2 separate regions of the Sus scrofa genome follow, and region 1 is linked to region 2. Evidence: chromatin contacts called from public promoter capture Hi-C data. All regions are on one chromosome and are shown on one strand. Each heading gives the region's core, a stretch centred on a gene start, on an enhancer-like site or on the middle of the called end of the contact. The rest is flanking DNA. Distances are from core to core; before and after follow the strand shown. Region 1 holds the start of USP15 (ubiquitin carboxyl-terminal hydrolase 15). Region 2 holds the start of SLC16A7 (monocarboxylate transporter 2).

The links. Promoter capture Hi-C pulls out the DNA fragments that hold promoters and counts their contacts.
Region 1: a promoter capture Hi-C map of liver shows a contact between it and region 2, with 7 times the contacts expected there. The contact joins the promoter of USP15 here to the promoter of SLC16A7 in region 2. A contact is called at or near these places in 1 of 5 promoter capture datasets (liver) and 1 of 2 datasets of contacts at active chromatin or transcription factors (alveolar macrophages).

What each region holds. Positions count from the first base shown.
Region 1 is chr5:26,959,180-26,966,179 of Sscrofa11.1, forward strand. USP15 (ubiquitin carboxyl-terminal hydrolase 15) reads left to right here and starts at 5,201. Exons shown (of 21, transcript XM_003126341.6): 1 at 5,201-5,748. The coding sequence starts at 5,660.
Region 2 is chr5:24,710,810-24,717,934 of Sscrofa11.1, forward strand. It overlaps SLC16A7 (monocarboxylate transporter 2), which reads left to right and starts at 2,200. Exons shown (of 7, transcript XM_003126337.5): 1 at 2,200-2,531. LOC102167026 (a long non-coding RNA gene) reads right to left here and starts at 2,086. Exons shown (of 3, transcript XR_002343996.1): 1 at 1,999-2,086.

The DNA.
Region 1 (7,000 bases), core at 3,951-6,450, 2.3 Mb after region 2:
CTCTTCTGGAATGTTGACATTTGAAGTCCTATGTCTTAATTGCTAAACACAAGAACCTTTCTGAAAGGGATCATTTAAACATCCAAGAGCAGAAGAGGGGGTTATTTGAAGATGAAGGTATCCTGCCTTTATGTAAGCTGCGCTTTATTCACATCAAGTGTAATATCTAAAGTACACAGTATGCCCCTTTTCCCTATTCAAAACCCTAAGTTAAATTTTTAGTGGACAAGAAAGGTGCAGAGTCAAAAGGTTAATGACAATCACCAAGCAAACACTACATTTTTCTAAAGTTAACTAAGGAAGCATCAATGAAGACAATCATTCCAAATAAGCAGATACAACCCCTGGCTTATATTCAATAATCTGTGTGATTCAAGGGAAAGTAACATTTCTCATCATTTATCTACTTAGTTATTCAGCAGAGAAAATACTCAGTAGTGGAATTTCACTAGTTTAGAATTAACAGACAATATCTTAGTATACGTGCTTCCAGAGCAGGGGCAATACATACAGTTTCTTATTTCTCGTCATAATTGAGAGTAGAAGCATAAGTACAATAAGTAGAATTTCCATAAATTAGTAAACTGAGGCCACTAGAAAGTTGATTGCTATAATCAAGACCATCAAGCTTAAAAAAACGACAAAATTCACAACTAAAGGCTGAGCAATCTCCACCCAAATGGACTGGAAAACTTAAAAAAGATATCCTACTCCAGAAGAAAAAGAGGAGGCCACATCAAGAGGTAGGAGGGGCAATTTCATGATATAAACAACCCCATACCTTTGGGGTGGGAAGCTCCACAGACTGAAAACTAACTGGTTCACAGAGACTAACCTACAGAAGTGAGAGTTCTGAGCCCCACATCAAACCCTCATGTGAGGGGATCTGGCACTGGGAGAAAGAGCCCCTGGGGAATCTGGCATTGAAGGCCAGTGGGGCTTGTGCAGGAACTCCACGGGACTGGGGGAAATGGAGACCCCATTCTTAAAAGGCGCACACGGGCTTTCACGTGCACTGGGTCCCAGGGCAGAGCGAGGTCTCCATAGGAATCTGGGTCAAACCTGACTGCAGTTCTTGGAGGACATCCTGGGAAAACAGGGGTGAATGTGGCTTGTTGTGAGGGAAGGACATTGAAAGCAAAGCTCTAGGAATATTCAGCAGCCATGCCTTTCTCTGGAGGGGGCCATTTTGGGAAAATCTGGCCCCACCCATCGGTCAGTTCTGAGAAGCCCCAGGGCAAACAACAATCCAGGTGGGATCACAGCCCCACCCCTCAGTAAACAGGCTACCTAAAGACCCCTCAGGCACACAGCTGCCTCTAATCCCATCCAGAGACTAAGACCCACCCACCAGAGGGATTAGAATCAGCTCCACCTGCCAGTGGGCAGGCATCAGTCCCTCCCATCAGGAAGCCTACAGCAAGCCCCCATACTGACTTCAGCCACAAGGGGGGCAGACACCAGAAGTAAGAAAGGCTACAACTCTATTATATGTAAAAAGGTCACCACACCAAAAACCTATAAAAATGAAAAGACAGAGAACTATAACTCAGATGAGGGAGAAAGGAAAAACCCCAGAAAATCAGCTAAGTGATGAGATTCTCAGCCCCAGGAAAAAGATTTTAGATTGTTGATGCTGAAGATGATGCAAGACATTGGAAATAAACTGGAGGCAAAGATGGATAACTTACAGGAAACACTGACCGAAGAGATACAAAATATCAAACTTAAGAGATGCAAAATACAATAACAAATAAAAAATTCACTAGAAGCAGCTAACAGCAGAATACAGGAGGCAGAAGAACGAATAAGCTTTAGGTGGAGGACAGATTAGAAGAAATTACGAATGCAGAACAGAAAAGAGAAAAAAGATTGAAAACAAATGAAGAGAGTTTCAGAGAACTCTGGGACAACATTAAATGCACCAATATCTGTATTATAGGGGTGCCAGAAGGAGAAGAGAGAGAGAAGGGGACAGAAAACATATTCCAAGAGATAATAGCCGAAAATTTCCCTCACATGGGAAAGGAACCACTCACTCAAATCCAGGAAGCACAACGAGTACCATATAAAATAAACCCAAGGAGGAATATACCGAGACACATATTAATCAAACTAACCAACATTAAAGACAAAGAGAAAATCTTGAAAGCAGCTAGGGAAAAGAAACAAGTAACATACAAGGGAACCCCAATAAGGTTATCAGCAGATTTTTCAGCAGAAACTCTGCAGGCCAGGAGGGAGTGGCATGGTATACTCAACGTGATAAAAGAAAAAAACCTCCAACCAAGATTACTCTACCCAGCAAGGCTTTCATTCAGATTTGAAGGAGAAATCAAAACCTTCACAGATAAGCAAAAGCTTAGGGAATACAGCAACACTAAACCAGCCTTACAACAAATACTAAAGGAACTTCTCTAGGCAGAAAAGAAAAGACAGCTCAATAGGAAACAAAAATTCCACAAATGACAAGGCTCACCAGTAAAGGTATAAAAACAGTAAAAATACTAAGTCATCCATGCACAAATATACCACCAAAATCAGAAATCATGAGCAGAGGTGTGTAAAAATGCAGGACACTGGAGATGAAATTGCAATTAAGAGAACAACACCTTAAAACAATCTCATATACATATAGACTCTTACATCAAAACTTCAGAATAACCGCAAACCAAAAATCTACAATTGATACACAAACAAGGAATCTCTGGAGAAGAAATATATCTCATAGTAAATAAGTGCATAATCCACCGTGAAGGGGGTCATTTGACATCATTCTTGGAATGCTGAAGTCTTCTTAGATCTAATTCTGATTTCCTCTCCATCAAAGAACTTATGATAATTATAATTAAATAATGCAACTGTATAATTAAATAATACAGTTCTCCAATTGTATTATTAATAACCATTTCTCTCCATGGTACAATGTAAAGTCTATAATGTCTTGCTTATCTCATCACCTAGAATGGTATAATGCCTATATTGAAGAATCAATAAGATGTAACAAATTGAGAGGACATATTTATATAGTTACACTGTTTTTTAACCAATTTATGCATTTTATATTTTACTTATTTTCAGAGAGTGTATTATTTTTGTTATTCTTATCAGTTGTTATTCTTTTTATTATGCTATATAAAATATTTAATGGTATATACAGCTTTCTTCTCTATAAGTTTTAGTTGCCTAACATACACAATTTTAATATAATGCTAATTTTTAAAGAAAAATTGAAATGTAATAGATAATACTAAATTGTAAATATGAAAGCCATACAAAATGGGATAAAGTATAGAATAAATTTCAAAAGAAAAAAAAAGACCATCAAGCTTAGTAGAAAAATAAAAACCCACCCAACTCCTAGATTGTGGAGCTAGAATGCTTGGTTTCAAATGTGGGTTCCGCCACTTGCTTCAATTCCTCATCTACAGAATGGGAATAATAATAATACCTACCTCATAGAGTTGTGAGGATCAAAATAATACTTTAAAGTGTTTAGAATCTGATTTAGCACTTTATAAGTGCTCGTTAAATAAAATATTGTGACTGTTATTTCTTTCTTGACTCTGAAAGCAACTAGTTAGGTCTACAAAATGACCTCATCAATCTGACATATAATTCAAATTGACATTGAACTTTTATACATCTTATCCTTTTACCTCATTACCTTGAACACGGTGCAAATGAAGAAGAGGTTATTTTATTTTGTTTCATGGATACAGATTTCGACATATTACCAATGCACTTTGAAAGGGAACTGAACAGCATGAGTGTGCCTGAGGTATCAGTCCTCAATTATATTTATAAACAATAGAGTATGTTTACCTTCAAAGTAACTTCTTCCAACAGTTTTATTGAGATATAATTTACACACCATTACAATTCATCCTGCCAACAGTGAAAAAGATTAGTTGTTTATTGATTGGTTATTATGTTCCAGGAATAGACACCATTGTCTTGCTTAATCTGCAGAAAAATTCTTTAACATAAGTATTACCTAATGACTAAACTATAAGTTAAATGCTTTGCAACTAGAGGTTGAAGTGAAGTTTTGAACATGAAGTCACTATTCTTCCCATACCATGCTGCCTCTCTTAGGAAAATACTACGCTCTCTTTCAGAGGTTGAGTGGGAAAGAAGGGAGGTGTGACCCTTTGATGATACTCATAGTTAAACAAATTATGTTTATTTTAACCTGTCAAAAGAAAAGTCAAATAGTACAAGCAATACAGTACCTGGAAGCTGTTTCAGAATTTCAAATCAAGGATAACACGAAAGTGCAAAATAGTATTATTTTAAAGGAAATAAGCAATCATAATGTTGCTATATGCAAATTATAATGCCAATATACATTACCGTAACTTGGAAGGGGTCAGCACTTCTTACTAGCATATTGCACCCATTTACTGCATTCCCACCAAATGAGTTATGGTAGAGGTCGAAAATAAGTAAAAAAAGAGAGATTATGTAGGAATTCTTATTCATCTTTAGCCTTTTCACATCACGTTATCTTAAAGTCAAATCTCTGGACATCTTCATGCTTGGAACTACTTAAGCAGTTTGCCACAATTCATTAATTAAACACATATTTAGGTAGTTCTTATGTGTTAGGCAGCATTGTGCTAGGCACCAGTTGTAAAAGGTTAAAAAAAAAAAAAAAAGCTAGCATAACCCAGTTTACCTTTTAGTTCAAGCTTTCATAAGGAGAAGTAATGGGTGTATTATAGTGAATAGACAGCCGACGGGTTGGGTATAAACTTGCCTGTCCACTTACGGCATGACCTTAGCATTTGATTTCTGAGACTCGATTTCCCCATTTATAAAGTAATTGGCGTCAAATAATAGGTATTATCTAGCTTCAGGTGTATACATTATGGGAAGATAAGAATATATGACTTCATAACATTGAGGAGAGTTTCTCGCCCATCTTTTCTCCCTTTAGTACCCGGCATTATTCGATATATATTTCACACCCTGTTCACTGAGGAACTGGAACATGTTTTTCATTGCAGCTTAGCTGCCAGGGTGTGCCTGGGGAGGCGTCACAAAGAGCCTATAAAAGGTCTCCACCTACAGCAATAGTAGAAGCGCAAGGAAGAGCCCAGAAAGAGCACTGCGGCTAAGCGTTCGGTTTCGGATTGTTCTCCATTTGGTCCAAAATTCATTGAGTTTAGGTTCTGCGACTCGCAACGAAAGACTCGAGTCACGGAGTTGCTGAAATCCTCTGCCATATTTTAGTCGTCCCCACGCCCCCCGCCTCGCCCCACCCTCAAGCGTGAGTGAATGCGCAAATAAGGGTTTTCAGGCGTCTGTGGGAAAGAGGGAGGGGAAGGCAGAAGTCGAGGATGGATCGGGCGGTAGCACCGCTCAAGCGAGAGAGGACCGAGGCCCTAGAGAGGAGACTTAAAACCAGGCGGTCCCCGGCCGGAGGAGGCCGAGGCGAGCTGCTGGACGGCGGGGGCCGATGGGGAGCAGCAGACCATGGCAATGCACTCACTCCGCCCGGAGCCAACTCTTGTCTGCAGGCGCACCCCCCCACCCTTACGTCTCTTTTGGTTTCGACCTGCTGACTGGGAGGGGCCGCGGGACGCCATTCCCACAATGCTCTGGAGCGTGCCGCCGCTGTCGCTGCCGCCTCCGCTACCGCTAGTGGAAGAAGATGGCGGAAGGCGGAGCGGCAGATCTGGACATCCAGCGGTCTGACATCGCGACGCTGCTCAAAACCTCCCTCCGGAAAGGAGACACCTGGTAAGGGAAAGCGACTGAGATGGCTGTGGTTGCCCGAGGGTGGTGGAGAACTGGGCGGGAACTGCGGGCTGGTGTCTTTCGCTGGTGACAGGTGCGGGCAGGTCCGGCGGCGGCCGCCTTCGGGCAGCAGGATTTTGGCCGCTCCGGAAAGATTGGGGCAAAGATCGGACCTGAAATGAGGGCCGGGGTTCGTGGCTCGTCGGGGCATGCTGGGAGCCTTGCGGGGAGCGGCGGCGGCGGCTCGTGCAGTTCTCTTCGTCCTTTTTCCTCTGGTAGTGCCGCTCCCACCTCAGGCCTTCCCAAAGGATAGGTTACAGTCGTTGGGTGCGAGTCTCTTAATGTTTGACAGGTCTTGGTCCCACGGTGGATCGCGATCTCACCCTCTTTACTTCTTTAGTCATTTCCTTTCCCGGCATTGTCGACATCCAAGTTCCCTGTTCTGATTCTCGTATTCTTCCGGGAGGCCGACTGCAGGATGTCTGCGGTTCGTACTGCACAGGTGGCATGTGTCAGGGCGCCACTTAAGAGAGAGGAACCTTAGTTTCTGGTTCCTTGTCAAAAGGAGGGAGAGGAGTCGGGAACCTTAGGCTTCTGAGTGATAGATACCACGTGGTCCTGTGCTTTAGTGGAGGCTGGATAGACTCCGGCAGCGTTTCTTTTAGAAGTGCAGCCTTTCCCTCCGGTTTGAAGGATAACATAGGCCTGCAAAATGTAGATAAGTCTACTTGAGGCTTAAGTCACTTGCTAACATTCAAACTTATGAAATACGAAATGCTACAGTTTGAAATACTGAACGAAGTATTTGGTGATTTTAATGTTTGTGGGCCATATCAAGTGATATCCAGAATAACTTCAGTTATGTGAATATGTAACACAAATGCTGTGTTTTATTAGGAAGGCTAATGTACTGCTTTATTACAATAAAAATTTTCACTTCCCATCTTCACCGTAACAGTGGCATATAATTTGCGGAGTGTTTTTTCGTTTACTCAATATTGCTTAGTGGAAGGAGCCTAAGATTTAGACCCGCGTTAGGTTACCTTTCCACCACTTAACTTGCAGTATGACTTTGAGGAAGGTTAATTTAAACCATTGCACCTTCGTATCTTCATCTATGAAGTGGACAAGAATAATTTCATTATAGGAGTTTACTTGACTTCAGTGAAATGTTCTAAAAGATTTTCTGTTTATGAGAAATTAAATCTTAGTTATCTTATCACTGTCATTTCTGATAAAATGCCAAGGTATTAGG
Region 2 (7,125 bases), core at 950-3,449:
CCACTCCTGCGGCATATGGAGGTTCCCAGGCTTGGGGTCTAATTGGAGCAGTAGCTGCTGGGCTACACCAAAGCCACAGCAACACGTGATCCAAGCTGCATCAAGGCAACGTTGGATCCTTAACCCACTGAGCAAGGCCAGGGATCGAACCTGAAACCTCATGGTTCCTAGTCGGATTTGTTAACCAAAGAGCCAGGATGGGAACTCCCAGATTCCTTTCTAAGCCAACTAAATATTTACATAGCATGCCCAACCATAGCAACAAGGCAATTTAGAAATGAACACCCAAATATTGACACTGGGGCAGTAGATTAACTGGATTCAGAGTTTTAATTGTTGGAAAAACAGGATTTAAAATGAAAACTTGCTACAATTATAATACATATAATGATATAGGTAGTGATGTTTAAGAGTTTGGCAGTGGGCTAAATAGGCCAAGAATATGGGGCTGTGAAAAACACAGGACTACAAGATGAAAAAGAAAAATCAAAGGCAAGGAAAAGGGAGAGTGGGGTCAAAATTCAAGAAATGCATCGTCTTTCTCCTTCTCCTTTTAAAGAAAATAAAAATGATGATTGAGCTGGAAAAATGTCAGAAGCATGCCCCCAAGAACATGACCTTGATATGTGTATCTTGATGTTGTTCCTTTTTAAAATTTAACATTCTTTTTTGCAATGAAATGAAAAGTTTAAAGTTACTGTTTGACTATATTATCCATCATTATCAAAAAACTATTATATCTTACATAAATGTCAGTTTACAATTTTTAGCTTAAAATAAGTCTAAAGTCCTATCTGGAAGTTTTGCCTTAGTTCCTTAGTTTCCAAACTACCTGTCTCTCTGCAATACTGTTTTCCAAACTTTTTGAAGTTACTAATATTGGCCATCATTTTATTCATATCATATTATCAACTTCACATATATCATCTCACCTAAATCTTCTATCAGTAATAAAAAGTTGATTTTATTTCTATTTTGTAACTGCAGAAACTAAAATTCAAGTTTTGTCCAAGCCTACAGACTAGCTTTGGCAGAAGTAAGGCAATGTGAATTTAGCCAAATGACTTAAATTGTTTCCAAATTTGTAAAATGTGAATAATGTAATAGAGTGATTGTATTCATTGAGATAATCCATATAAAAAGAACAGTGACCGACAATGATAACTATTTAATAAATAATTATTTTATTATAACTACCATCTTGTTTTTTTGATTCTTTGTCCTTCAGGCTTCCAAATTCCAGTTATTTTAACTAAATTATCTTGGCTTTTTAGAAATGATCTAATTTCTAGAATAAACAAGGAAAACGTCTAGGAAGTTATATTTTTATCTTAGATTAATGTAACATTTTATCTTTTTCACTTTTTTGGAGCAGGAATTGGGGAGAGGCAGTTAAATTGACAGAAAAACTGGACTAGGAATGCTCAAAACCAAGCCCACGTTTATTCTTCTGGGTTGTTTGTTTCTAAGTAGTACTTTACTTCAACCTTAAAAATATTAAAGGAACCCGATGTAAATGTTCATTTCCAGCCCTTCCTCTTTCTAACTTTCCCGGAAATATGTTGGAGACACGGAGTAAAAATAAAGGTAGAAGAAACCAAACCAAGACTGGAATTACCATTATCACTAGCACCACGTATTGTCGAATAACTAAATCCTATTTTGAAGAATTAAATAATTTGAATCATTTACAAATGACTTTCATTTCTTTCCTACGTGCAAGGTCTTCTGAGTGCTACTCCTTCACGCACGGGGTAAACCGTATTTTCCCCCTCAGAGTGATACCTGGCTGGCGAGTCTAATCTCCAACACTGCCATCCCCTCTCCCCTCGCGCCCGCCAAAAGATTTCAACTGAAAAAACGGTCCAACAACTTGTCTCCAAGCTCACAAGGAGACTTCTCTCCCTGCTTTCGGCCAAGTTCTTCTCGTTTCGCACTGCCTGCCTCACCTACAGGTTGCACCACTCCCCGGGGTATCTGAACAGAGCTACCACACACCTGGCTCTTAGATTAGGCTCTTAGGTTAGGCGCCAAAGCACTTGGGGGCGAATGAAGCGTGCGCCGACCGATTTGGACCTACAGTTCTCTTTACCAGACTTGTTTACCCTCTGGGTCAAAACTAAAATCTGAAGTGGAGCGCCTGGAGCCACAGAGTTAAGTGTCTACGGCGTTGACAGTCATTTGGAGCATGCTCAGTCCGTCTGGAGTCGCCCGGCGGCGGCTGGCCCCCACCCGAGGACCCGGGGCTCCCGCAACGCCCCGGGTGCTCACCCCGCCCTCCTCGGTGCCCCCATCTCCGCTTCCCCCCAGCGCGCAGCGCATGGCCCCGGGCACCCACAAGGGCACTCAGTCGCACCTCCCCCGCCTCCTCTCCCCGCCTCCTCCTCCACCTCCTCGGGCTGCGGCGAGGGAGGACTCGTCCAGGGACCTAAATAAATAAATAATTCCATTCACCCGGTGACCGCAAGGCGAATCTGCTGTGGCTGGCGGGAAACGGATCTCTGCAGCGCCCAGCCTGTGCTGGAGACCAGGTAAAGTAAGTTACACCCCGGGAGGAAAGGAGGAGAGGAGGGGGCGCCGGCAGAGAGGAAGGGGAACGCGCATCTGTTACCAGAGCTACCCGGGGAACCACGCGCGTGTGTAAAAGTAATGGCTAGCTTGTGACACGCGCACCAAAGCCGAGCTTGCCCGCGAGCCCTTATATAGACAAAAATTCCCGAAGCGGCCCCAGGAGGAGAGTTCGCGTCACCCCGGCGCGCCGACAGCAGCGGGGCAGTTGCCGGGGCGCGGTGGGGCGCGGGCTTGGAGCGCGCGCGCGCGTCGGGGAGGGGGGCCCGAGGGACTCGGGCGGGGAGTGCGGGGAGTGCGGGGTGTGCCCGCGTGCTTCCGGGCGGGAGGTGCCCAAGCTGCGGGGCTTTTGCTCCGAGGCTCAGGCAGCGCAGCGCTCCTCCCTCTCTGTCTTTGGCACACGGGTCTCCCGGGCAGGTTCCCGCCTGGCGTATTCCCGGGTGCTCTTCTCGTCAGCATCCAGTCTCCGGCCCACGAGCACCCCAGGGTGGCCTCGTGCGGCAGAAGTTGGGGATCTGGGGGTGGTGAGAGTGTGTGTAGGGAACGTCTTTTTTAGCAGATTTTCGGGGCTTGGAGAGGCTGAGAGGAGGGGATGAATTACCAAGGGGGTCGATTTTTTTCTATTTCTGTCCCCAGGTAGCGTGGCGGGAGCGAGGCAGGTGGAAATGTGTGTGCAGACGAGGCCCGCCCCGGGGATAGAAAAGGAACTTGACCCGGGCAGAGGAGGGCTTGTGTCTCCTGGGCTCATGCTGGGTTTCCTGCCCGGGCCGCTGCGCCACGTTGGGGGTGCCAGGCCTGGCCAGGTAGCGCGGGAGGCTCACTGTTCACGTGGGAACTGCCTCCTCTTTCGGCGGATTCTGTTTGGTAGCTGCTTTCTCCCCCCCATTTTCTCCTTTACTTCCGTGAAAAGGATTGCAGACTGCTTTCGCAAGGGCAGTCATGCCCAAAGCTACTTTACTGGTGGGGCTAGGGAGGGAATTTTGTGGATTTTGTCAGGGAAATTAACATCCGCGCGCGCACACACACACACACACACACGCACACGCACACGAGTGATTTCTCTACAAATACCTGTGCCTTTCCTTCCTGGAGCAGTACTGAATGGGCTGGTTTGCATGAAGGCAGGCTGGTGGTAGTAGGAAAGCCAATTTTTTTTTTTTTTTTTTTTTTTGGCTTTTTGCCATTTTCTTGGGCCGCTCTCTTGGCATATGGAGATTCCCAGGCTAGGGGTCGAATAAGAGCTGTAGCCACCGGCCTACGCCAGAGCCACAGCAACGCGGGATCCGAGCCGCGTCTGCAAGCTACACCACAGCTCAGGGCAACACCGGATCCTTAACCCACTGAGCAAAGGGCAGGGATCGAACCCGCAACCTCATGGTTCCTAGTCAGATTCGTCAACCACTGCACCACGACGCAAACTCCGGAAAGCTAATATTTTATCTTTCTCTTTTCTCTGGTCTAATAAGGGAGGCAGCAGAGGAATAAAACCTCTGGGCAGAGATGAGGGTGATGTGAAAAAGTCTGGGCAAAAGCAAACAGTGGGCACTAGATGCCCTTTCCTGGAACCCCATGCCTTATGGCTAAATCCAAACTGGGAACTCAGGAGGGCCACAAACTTTCAGCAGACACGTTGACTTGAATGTGCAGTGTCATTGGAACCACAAGAACTAAGTGTATTTGGGGGAGTGTGGCTGAAAAATTTGAGTTGGGTGGTGGCTGCAGAGAATAGATGAGGGCTGAACAAGCTGGCTCTTATTTGGCCCTGGTGGGGCAATGTAGCTCCACTTTATGCTTCTGAGTGCATTGCATTTAAAGCAGTCTAAATCAGCAGGGGACTGAATGATTTCAGTGAAAGGGAAAGATTACCTTAAGCAACTCAGTGTGTTGTGTAACAACTCATAAAGTCAGAAACTAGTTTTTGCAAAATTCCCATCAATAGTTAGCCGTTACGTACTGGTTTTCACCCCAGGGATTGTTTTAATAATGTAAGTGATCTGAAATTTTAACACTTGTTTCCCAATGCCCCAGTTAGTGCCTGCATCTTCCTGTAAATGCTCAGTTCATTTCTAAACATGCATTTACTCTTTATAACTGGCCTTGAGCCCTCTTGAAGGGAAAGAAGGAGGAAAGACCTACCAAAATACCCTTTAGCCAGAGTTATGTTCTTGGATCATGGATCTAAAGTAAAAGAAGTCTGCATTTGCTTTTCATCCTACGTTCATTCGCCAGTTTTTGAGACATTCACATGGAAAAAACGTAATTAAATTTAGAGATGGACCTAGATTTCAAGCTCAGTTCTGCACTTTTGTAAGGTTAAATAATTATTTAAGAGTCTGTCCTCAGTTTTGTTTATTCATAAAATAGGACTCATGGTACCTCTCCTGAAGTACTATTGTGAGGAAGAAAGTGTATGGAAAACCCAGCTACAAAATAAACTAGCAATTTTTGAACCTTGAAAATCATCCCAAACTCTGCACTGTGATTACCCAGGTGAATGAGGTTGGAATTCTGCTCTCAAAAATCCAGGATAATCTTCCTCCTGTCCTCTTTGCCTGTAGTCAGTTTCCTTCTCAGTGGAGGAAGCATGTATTTCAAATAATTTGAAAGGGATGTAGCAGTTGTAAGAAATATTTGTAAGATGTGCTAAACGGCAAATTTGAGAAATCTGTGGGTTCAGCCTATTTAGAATGACCCTGTGTAAACAGATAATGGAGGATTTTCTTTTGTTGTGGGGGCAGATCACCCCTTCCTCAAAGAGTGCCTTTGCTTATGAATCCATTGCCATTTTTTGAGAGACTGAGCATCAGGTTTTTTCTACACTTTGGACAGACTAATCCACTCACTCTGAGAAGTCCAAGACTATAGTAACTATGACATCTCTATAATGCTCAAGGGGTTCTAGGCACTGTGCTGTCACTTCCTGTCTATTAAATCCTTTTATCCCCATCACATTCCTAACAGGTAGGTCTGTCAATATCTGCATTTGCAGAAGAGAAATTTAGGCATAGTTAAGTGACTTGCTCAAATTGTGTGCCAGCAAGTGACTGAGCTGAGGCAAGCACGCGGGCAGGCTGTCTGGCTTTAACCACTAATAATACAACTTCTACTGCAGGAGGCTGAGTGAGGGCAGGGACTTGTTCTGGTCTCCCTTGCAGGTGCTGTGTCTGGCAGGTGATAGTCCTAAACAACTGATTATTGGTAAAATGAAGGAGTGGGGGAGGAAAGGAGCCAGACATGGAGGGAAAGAGGCAGAAACAAGTAGGGAAGAGTAAGCCTCCTTTCCTGCCCACAGCTCTAAGTCTGGCAGGGAATCTCTCATGGACACTGCCTGGGGGGACAGGTTAGCTGAGAATCTTTTGCGGATTCTTTGCCCCGCCCCACATTACTTATACTATACGAGTGCATGTGTAGAAATAACTCAATACCTAGTAGCTAGTGTCAGGTGTTAAATATTTGTCTTTAGGCTGTTAGGTTGTTATAAGGATCCCTGGCTTTTTCTTCTTAACATATTTTCTGGAACTCTTTGAAAAGCCAAGTTTCTTATTAGATGGCATGATAGGACTGGATTGCATAATAAACTGTGAAATGGACTCTCATTGTCTGAGAAGTCATTCTTGTTTGTCCCAGGCTTTCTCAGAATTACTTGGACCAAAACGTGGAGAAAATATGTTGGGAAACAGCTCACGCTGTCTCAGTGAGTAATAGAACTCAAAAAAAATGGACAGCGCAAACATCATTTTCTCAGTTCATCCATTAAATGGTGAACTCAGCGTCTTAATCTACCTACTTGAAGATCCAGTAGTTTTTTAAATTAGTATTTATTGAAATCCCAAATAAGTTCATGAAAATTTTACAGGGCACTTTGGTGACAGCTACAAGATGTTGGTGTAAAGGAATTTTTTGTTAAAAGTTGCATACAGTTAGGATAGCCCCACAAAAATTGACATGTATGTAGTTCAGGTGTCTAAGCTGGTGATAGTGTTTGGTAATATGTGGCATTAAAATGGAAAATTTCAACTGAAATATTTAGTATGGTGAACATAGAGAAATAGTTGTTGAAATAAATAAAAACCTGTACAAAATGTTTTTTAAAAACATTTAAATTAGGGAGTTCCTGTCGTGGTGCAGTGGAAACTAATCTGACTGGTAACCATGAGGTTGCAGGTTCAGTTCCTGGCCTTGCTCAGTGGATTAAGGATCCAGTATTGCCATGAGCTGTGGTGTAGTTTGCAGATGCCACTCAGATCCTGCATGGCTGTGGCTGTGGTGTATGCTGGCAGCTGTGATTCGACCCCTAGCCTGGGAACCTCCATATGCCGTGGGTTTGGCCTTAAAAAAATATTTTTTTAAAAAGAGCATTTAAATTAAACATTGACTGTAATAATAACACAATGAAATGTTTTCTTATTAATCATCTATACCCCAAACAGATTTAAGTTAGAGCTAATAAGAAGAAGTTATAAACTAAAAGAAGCTGCCCTATTAAGTAACTGACTTAAAGCGCTATTTCTGGAGTTCCCATTGGGGCACAGTGAAAATAAACCTGACTAGTATCCA